2 separate regions of the Sus scrofa genome follow, and region 2 is linked to region 1. A link is a contact called in public Hi-C data. All regions are on one chromosome and are shown on one strand. The core of a region is the stretch at or near the end of the contact, and the rest is flanking DNA. Distances in the headings are between cores, read along the strand shown. Region 1 overlaps SCP2 (sterol carrier protein 2). Region 2 overlaps ECHDC2 (enoyl-CoA hydratase domain-containing protein 2, mitochondrial).

Region 1 (4,155 bases), core at 1,142-3,641:
CTGCCCTGGAGCCCTCTCTATATGTGGTATGCAGTGCACAGAATAGCAGCTAGTCTATTCAAGGCCAGCAGGAGAGTGACAGTGAGTTAACCAGCAAGACAAGTCTTGCAGAATGTCACAGGACTCAGGAAGTGCATCCCATCACCGTTGCCACATTCTGGAGGCCAGACGCAAGTCCCAGGTCCTGCCCACACGCGAGGGTGTGTTCTAGGAAGGCACGAACCCCCGAAGGCAGACCTTAGAGTCTGGGCGCCACAGTGACTGTTATTACTGTATCGATGTCGAAGTTTCCGGATGTTTTTCCTATATATGTAGACTTGAATATCTGTTTCGAAGGAAGAAATGGGCTCACGCGTACAGTTTGTTTTGTAACTGGCTTATATGACGGTATCATGAACAATATCCCATGAATATCTTTTCAAGTCGGTAGAGTGCAGTTCCGCCTCATCTGATGGCCGCCTTGTAGTGATGTGAACGTACCATGATTGATTTAATAAGGTGCCCTCTTGTTAAATATTGAGGTTGCTTGGGATTTATGCCACATTTTACCAGGTGGCCAGAGAAATGCATGTCAGTGCCCTTTTTGCCACACTCCTGCCGGATGTGATTCCGATGCACTCGTGGCTTTTGACTAACATGTGTTCGTGCGTTGTCTCCTTAGCGCAGGAGGCAGCGTGTCGGTCTCATAAAATGTATGCATGACCCTGAACCCTTCTTGCTTTTCTCCTGCCTTCTGCCCGTCCCTGTTTCAGATAAGAAAGCCGACTGCACAATAACGATGTCCGACTCAGACTTAGTGGCTTTGATGATGGTAAAATGAATCCTCAGTTGGTGAGTATGATGGTGCTTATATGCCTCTATTCGGGGCTTGGGGGGGTGGCCTCTTCTTCATCACTCGCCTCAGCAAGTGGTCAGTGCAGAGCGGGCAGACCCGCCAAACTCCGTGTTTCCCGAAAGGTTCACTTAACAAATGACAGACCATTGTGGAGCTTGACCATGTGCCAGACCCTGTCCTGTGTACTTTCTTTTTTTTTTTTTTTTTTTCTTTTTTCTTAGGTTTTTGTCCTGTGTACTTCACATACCCAGGTGACTAAGAAATAGTTCCATGCTCAGGGCATCCCCCGTTCGGTATAAGTCAGGTTTGCAACAGACTTAAGCGCAGCCAAATATTCGAGGTGCCCCCCTCCCCAGCTTGTGGTTGGGGTGGGAGAGTGGGGGAAGGAGAAGCCGGGTCTTCCTGGGCCATCAGAGAAGGCTTCCCCTGTGACGTGATACCTGGCTGCGTCCGGGGGACGGGCGGGGGGCGGATTAGGAACTGGCATTGCCCACATGCAGAGTAGGAGCCATCGAGGCAGAAAGAGGGACGGGTGTGAACAAAGGCAGGATCCCTTCCATTTTGTACCTTTGCCTCTTCTCATTTCACTTGAACTGTCCTTCCTCGACAAGCTCCTTGGCTTTCAAAATGTCCTTTCCAAAGACCTCCTGCCGCATTGCGAGGGGGCTGTGGACAGTCCCTCTTCTGGGCCACTTCCTGGACTGCAAGCTTGGCAGGTCTCTGATTTTATTGGTCATAATGTGCCCCTGCTAGACTGTGTCTGCCTCAAGGGAATGAACCATATCTTGTTCATCATCTTTTTTTTTGTCTTAAGGGCCGCACCTATGGCACATGGAGGTTCCCAGGCTAGGGATCAAATCAGAGCTGTAGTCATTGGCCCAGCCAGCCACAGCCACAGCCACACTAGATCCAAGCCACGTCTGCGACCTACACCACAGTCACGGCAATGCCAGATCCTTAACCCACTGAGCAAGGCCAGGGATCGAACCTGCATCCTCATGGATACGAGTCAGATTCGTTTCCACTGAGCCACAACGGGAACTCCGTTGTTCATCTTCTTGTCTCCAGAACTTAGCATGATGCCTGGATTAGTTTGTATCTGTCTAAAATGGGTTTATGTCTCGTCTAGATGGTCTGGGCCCCCAGATCGTCAAAGGTCTTCTTCCCCTGTTGAGAGGCACAGGATTGAACAGATGTGGTGTCCTGAGCCGTCCGTTAGTCATAGATAACACGAAGTTAAGCTGCTGCTTTCCATTGTAACCTTATTTTTTGTTGCCTTGGCCTGGTTTGTTTTAGATCTTGTTCCTGCCATACCCTCATAATTTGAAAGATTGGATAAAACAGCTAAATCTGACTCCTACTCCTGTGCCTTTTTAAAATGCTTTTTCAAGGCAGCTAAGCATCTTTCAGACATGCATTGACACGTGAGAGACGGGTCTGTGACGTTTCGGCTGAATACGCACCATTGACAGCTGGCATTTCCACCCACTGCACCCTCTCCAAAAATCTGGACAGAACACAGGCCACCAGTCTCGGAGCTGGCGGACATCCACCTTCCCACCCACTGCTGCTTGTTCCTCGGTCCACTCCGCACGCTTCCTTGGCAGGGCAAGCAGACTTCACACGCAGCTGCCCTCGTCCTCTCAGTTTATCTGTTTGCCCCCCACTTGGGGGAGTGAAGTGTCAGTTTGCTTTTCCTGAACACCTGTTAGCACCCTAAGGCATTACAGATAAAACCTGGAGACCTTTCTGTGGTTGTGCTAATGGCCTTTCCTTATGCTCCGTAGAGGATTTGACTGGAAACCATCAAATGCAGTGGAAATTATAATTTCAGTGTTTGGCTGCAGTTGAAACAAAGCATTGTGCTCTCTAACAGGAAGCCCACGGGAGGAACACGCTAGGGGCCAGATTTAAGTGATTCTTAAGTTTGGGTTCTCTAAAAGGTGAAGGTGTGTCTTTTCTATAATAACGATTAACTAAAAAGCCATTTCCTCTTTTAATTAATAAAAGGGGAAGATGCCGAATTTCTCCCGGTCCATATTTTTAAGGCATATGTGCAGTGTATCGTGTTCTGAGACACCTGACCTTTAAGCCATCAGACAGAAGGCTGTGTGCCATATAGAAAGGAAATATTTAGTTTGTCCAGACAGAGGAAGGGGGAAAAGAAAGGAATTAGTCACCCTTACCAGAAGGTGCAGAGAAAGCAGAGCTCTGTGCCTTCCTACGGTTGAGGCAGAAGAGCCCGTGACATCTTAGTGAACTTGTTAGGAGGCGAAGGCTACCAGAAACTTCTCCTCTCACTTTCCCTTATTTTAAGAATTAAGTTAAAAGGCTGAGATCATAGCAGGGAAATCATGCTGTGTTCTCAGTTTTGGTATTTCTTTAAAGTCTTCCTGGGGTTTTGTTACATGATAAATTTAGCAAACATCATGTGATCTAATCCCAGGCAGTTGTGAAATGGAACAAATTGTGGCTCTGCCCTTGGGATCGGTTTGATGCTCTTTATTGAGCCAAAGATTAGCACAGGCACCTCGGTCCCAGCAGGCTGCCTGGCCTCCCTCTGTAGGGAATCAGTCCTGATCGTGGAGACCGAAAAAGGAAGAGACTTGGTGGCATTTCACCCACGTTGTATTGACTCCCAAGAGTTTCTTGGTGAGTTACGCATGTGCTTTTTCTCCCTGCTAGCTGAGCCCTGGAAATTTCAGCTCATATTTCTGCTCCACGTGTAACGGGATTTAAACAAAATCAGTCTAGTCTGGACCCACTTTGCCTAATATTTGGAAAATGTACTCCCTTTGAGGAAGGCAGGTAAAAGCAGGCTCACTTTCTCAGAGAACACATTTGGGGAGGATGCACCTTTGACTGCTCTGCGTAAAGCATGGCTTTTGCACATTGGTCCTTTTGAAGAATCTGGTTCCAAATCTATTCCGGAAAGTTTAAGAGATCTGGATAAATAAATCATCTCGGGACTGGGTAGTCTAGAAATATCAGCAATCTCAAAACCCAAAACACCGAATAATAAATTTTCTCTCTTCTTACAGGCCTTCTTTCAAGGCAAATTGAAAGTCCTTGGCAACATGGGTCTGGCTATGAAGTTACAGAATCTTCAGCTTCAGCCCAGCAAAGCTAAGCTGTGAAGAACTCCCTTTGCCTACCTTTGAAAATCAAGATGAGATATACAAATATATAGATGCGTATATTTCACTGTCAGAACCTAGACTGAAAATTCACATTGGCAAATAGCATGAGATTAGTTTTTAAATGGGTGTGACCAATCCTGTTTTTCCTACGGGCTGGGTAAATAGAACCTGATGGTATAC
Region 2 (4,036 bases), core at 542-3,041, 140 kb before region 1:
CGGCCTGTGAAGATGAGCTCCTTCGCCAGGGCCACGCCCAGGCATCGAGGCAGCCTCTGAGTGCCCCCTGTCAGGGTGGAGCAGGGGTGGTGAATCTGCATGGGAAGTGGAAGCCCCGAGGAAGCCCAGCCTGCAAGTCAGCCAAGACCTCTTGGGGGAGTGAGTTAGGGTGGCAGGGCAGAGCCCAGGACACAGGGCAAAAGAAGAGAGCCAGGGATTATGCTGGACAGAGTAGAGTTGAACAGGTTGAGGGGAAGGATGGATGGTTACCTGCTCCCGGGAGGAGCCCTCGGGTGGTCTCGATCAGCCCCATGACAGCCGAGGAAGCTGCTTAAACAGAACAGAGTGAAACTCTACCCTACCTTCCAGCGCCAGTCCCCAAGGAGAGGAGACAGCACCTGCAGGCTCTGCTTACCCCTCTGATAAGCCAGTTCCCTGATGGTGTGGCCACAGCCGAACTCTTCCAGACACTGCCTTTGGAAGAGCCCTCGCTTGGAAGACAGGAGGCCAGGCCCTCATCCGGCCTCCCTGACTCACCAGGCAAGTCTCTTATGCTTTCCGAGCCTCAGCAGTGGGAAAAAGACAATTACCCCTCTCTTCCTGCTTCAGATGGCTGCTAAGGCTCAGATGAGGTAATGGTGCTTGGAATTAGGAGAGGGTTCCTAGAAGGTGCCCAACACCTATTTGTAAGTTAATGAATTCTCTGTCTCCTGCATCCTTAGCTCAGGTCTGTTCCCAAATGTCTGCGACTCCTGCTCTCAACAGTTACTCTTCTCAGCTTTCATCAGCCTGAAATTTCTGTTCCACATCCTCCTTCCAAGTTCTGCTTCCTCTGAGAAGCCCTCCCTGAGCGCCCCACCCCAAGCCTTCTCCTGAATTCCCTCAGTACAGGCCATCTGAACCATGCATGCAGGTAGGGTGGGGGGGTACAGTTATGGCCTTGCTCCTAGCTCCCAACCCCGCCAGTTAGTTGACCTAATAAACATGGGCACGCCAGAAGCAGAGTTGGGGCTATGACCTGGCCTGGTAGTTTGATGCCTTCTCTTTGCTATGCATCATGTAGATAAACACTCCCTTTACACTTAAAAAAATTTTTTTTTTTGGCTGCACCTGCAGCATTCAGGAGTTCCCGGGTCAGGGATCAAAGCCATACCACAGCACCAACCCTAGCTGCAGGCAGTGACAGTGCCAGATTCTTAACCCACTAAGCTTCAGGGGAACTCTTGGAGTTACATAATTATAAAAAAAAATGTTCTTGGAGTTCCCTTCACGGCTCAGTTAATGAACCCAACTAGGATCCATGAGGATGTGGGTTCAATCCCTGACCTTGCTCAGTGGGTTAAGGATCTGGTGTTGCCAAGAGCTGTGGTGTAGGTTACAGACACAGCTCAGATCCTGTGTTGCTGTGGCTGTGTCGTAGGCTAGCAGCTGTGGTTTTGATTTGAATGCTAGCCCGGGAACTTACATATGCCATGGGTGCAGCCCTAAAAAGCAAAAAAGAAAAAAAAAATTATTCCATGGGTGCTAAGAGAAAGGAGTAAGGGTAAGAATAGCACCATGAAGGCACTCAGACTTGTTCCGATTGCTTCGAAGAAGGACAGGCCCAGCCACCAAGTTGGTAAGGTTAAAAAGTGATCATTTACCCTTTCCTCCACTCCAAAGCTTAGTTTCTCTGAACAAGTAACACAAACCTTTGCCACTGATAAACCCAAGGGCAGTGCTGCTGCCCAGGAAGGTTTGCGCTTGGCTGGGCAGATGAAAGACTGTGCCCTCGGTTTATATAACATGTTAGATAGAGCTGGCACGGACAGGACTGCAAGGTTGAACACCGAGTTCCCTTTTGACTCAGCGGGAACAAGCCTGACCAGTATCCATGAGGCTGCGGGTTCATTCCTGGCCTCGCTCAGTGGGCTAAGGATCTGCCCCTGCTGTGAGCTGTGGTGTAGGTCACAGACTGGCTCAGATCCCATGTGGCTGTGGTTGTCGCCGTGGCCAGCAGCTGCAGCTCCAGTTTGATCCCTACCCTGGAAACTTCCACATGCTGCATGTGCAGCCCTAAAAGGCAAAAAAAAAAAAAAAAAAAAAAAAAAAGCATTGAACAGGTAATCTTTGTCCTCAGCCCCGCCCTCTCTGCTCTTTTTGCAGAGGTTGGTGGGAACATTCCTGAGATGAGAGCAGCTGCCTCCAAGAAGGGGCGGCTACTACAGCAGTCTGTGGCTGAGCTGGGAGGGGAACCATCTGCCTGAACTCCCTACCCCCACGTTGCCTTTAGTTCTGGGTTGGTTGGAAAGCCAAGAGCAGTGGCTGATGGCAGAATCCCCAGAATGAGCCTGTTCTACTCTTCCCTCCCCACCCCACCGCACCTCTCCCCCTGTCCGGTACCTGCCACTCGGAGGTCACAGGCCAGGGCAAGTTCCAGGCCTCCGCCCAAGGCAAACCCATCCATAGCTGCGATGGTGGGCGCAGGGAAGGCTGCTGTGGAGATGAAGAAGGGCTTAGCCTGCAAGGCCCTGGCGGGACCAGGACAGGACCTAAGGGGACAGAGGGTTTCACTGGTCCTAGATTTGGGGACCTTACATGGTACCTCAGACAGGTCATCTATTTTTTTTTTTTTTTTGGCAGTGCCCCCAGCATATGGAAGTTCCAGGGCCAAGGACTGAATCCATGCTACAGCAGTGACCCTAGTCACTGCAGTGATAATGTTGGACCCTTAACCCCCTGTACCACAAGAGAACTCCATCAGCCAAGTTATCTTAGAAGTCAGTTTCGCCCCTAGGGAAAGCTATGGGGTCAGCTGGGGAACGGGAGTGGGGAGGTGGGCAGGATGAGCCCTGCTCAGGCCCACTCTCCTGCTGGCCTCCCTGGAACTAGCCTTTTTGCTCTCCCTTTTCATCTCTGTGTGCCAGGCACCATGCAGGGTGCTGGGAACACAAAATTGATTCAGGCATGAGGAAGGCAGACCTGTAAATAGCCAGTGATGATCAGTGCTCTGAAAAAGGAAACTTGGAGGATGGGTCAGGGGTGGCTTCCTGGAGGAGGAGGCACTGGTGGTCTTAAAGATCGAATAAAAAGATCAGATGGCCAAGGAGGGATATACCAGGCAAAAAGAACAGTAATCGTCAAAGCCTGAAAGCATGCTTGGTAAAAGTTGATTCCTCTGGCATAGCCAGGCTTGACCCTGAGAGCACAGGGGTCGGGGGTCAGGACTAGCAGGGCACAAGGGCTGAGAAGCCAGGGCTCCCTCTGGGAGAAAGGCCTTCTGAGCCTCTTGCCACCCTCCCCCTCATGGAATTCCTTGTGCTCCCCCTCCTCACAGAGTCATCTATCTCTCCTCAGAGATCCCCACAAAAACTGCCCTCTCTTTGGAGTAGAGGCTGGCAGGTGGGGTGGGTCGGGGATCAGAGAGAACCTGAACGCCCTCCTCCTCCCCATTCCAGGACCCTCACCAATCTCATTCATCAGGCCTCGGAGCCGCTGGACAAAGACCCCCACCTCCGCCTCACTCATCTGCTCCCGCTCCTTCAGGTCTGCACCTGCAGATGGTGATAGGTTGATGGCAAAGACTCAGTACTGAATCCCAGGCTGTCAAAGGATCCAGCAAAAGGAAACCTGAAGGGAAGCAGCCAGAGAGGAAGGAGAAACACCAGAAAAACATGGTCAAGGAAGCCAGGGAGGGAAAGGGGAGGGGAGGTCAAAAGAGGAGAGGGGCAACAACGAGAAGATCAACTAGGTTTCATCAAAATTAAAAACTTTTATGCATCAAAGGACACTATCAAGAGGGTGAAAAGACAACCCGTGGAAAAGACCCCTGACAACTAAAAACAAACCCCACGAAGGACAAAGGACTCAGAACAGTCATTTCTCCAAAGATAAGCCAGTCAGCACATGCAAAGAGCTCAACATTAGTCCTTAGGGAAATGCAAAAAGAAACCACCACAAGGGGGTTATAAACAACAACAAACAAAAACAAAAAACAAGTGTTGTCCTGGGTGGGGAGAACCCTCATGCATTGGTGGTGCCAATGTAAAATTATGCA

The links. A called contact is a pair of places that touch in the nucleus more often than the background predicts.
Region 2: a contact with region 1 is called in a Hi-C map of liver, with 5 times the contacts expected there. The contact joins two enhancer-like sites. A contact is called at or near these places in 1 of 47 Hi-C or Micro-C datasets (liver) and 2 of 2 datasets of contacts at active chromatin or transcription factors (alveolar macrophages and skeletal muscle).

Annotation. Positions count from the first base shown.
Region 1 is chr6:159,190,862-159,195,016 of Sscrofa11.1, reverse strand. It overlaps SCP2 (sterol carrier protein 2), which reads left to right. Exons shown (of 22, transcript NM_001168415.1): 20 at 753-810; 21 at 813-831; 22 at 3,877-3,972. The coding sequence ends at 3,972. Among named protein-coding and RNA genes, the nearest start is that of PODN, 13 kb to the right of the region's middle. Within about 2 kb of position 2,391, at least 16 of the 83 cell types and tissues checked have an H3K27ac peak or open chromatin away from gene starts, as enhancers often do. A contact at or near this core is called in liver, where this site is marked.
Region 2 is chr6:159,335,031-159,339,066 of Sscrofa11.1, reverse strand. It overlaps ECHDC2 (enoyl-CoA hydratase domain-containing protein 2, mitochondrial), which reads right to left. Exons shown (of 10, transcript XM_021096622.1): 4 at 3,447-3,533; 5 at 2,383-2,475; 6 at 271-327; 7 at 1-67. Among named protein-coding and RNA genes, the nearest start is that of ECHDC2, 11 kb to the right of the region's middle. Within about 2 kb of position 1,791, at least 7 of the 83 cell types and tissues checked have an H3K27ac peak or open chromatin away from gene starts, as enhancers often do. A contact at or near this core is called in liver, where this site is marked.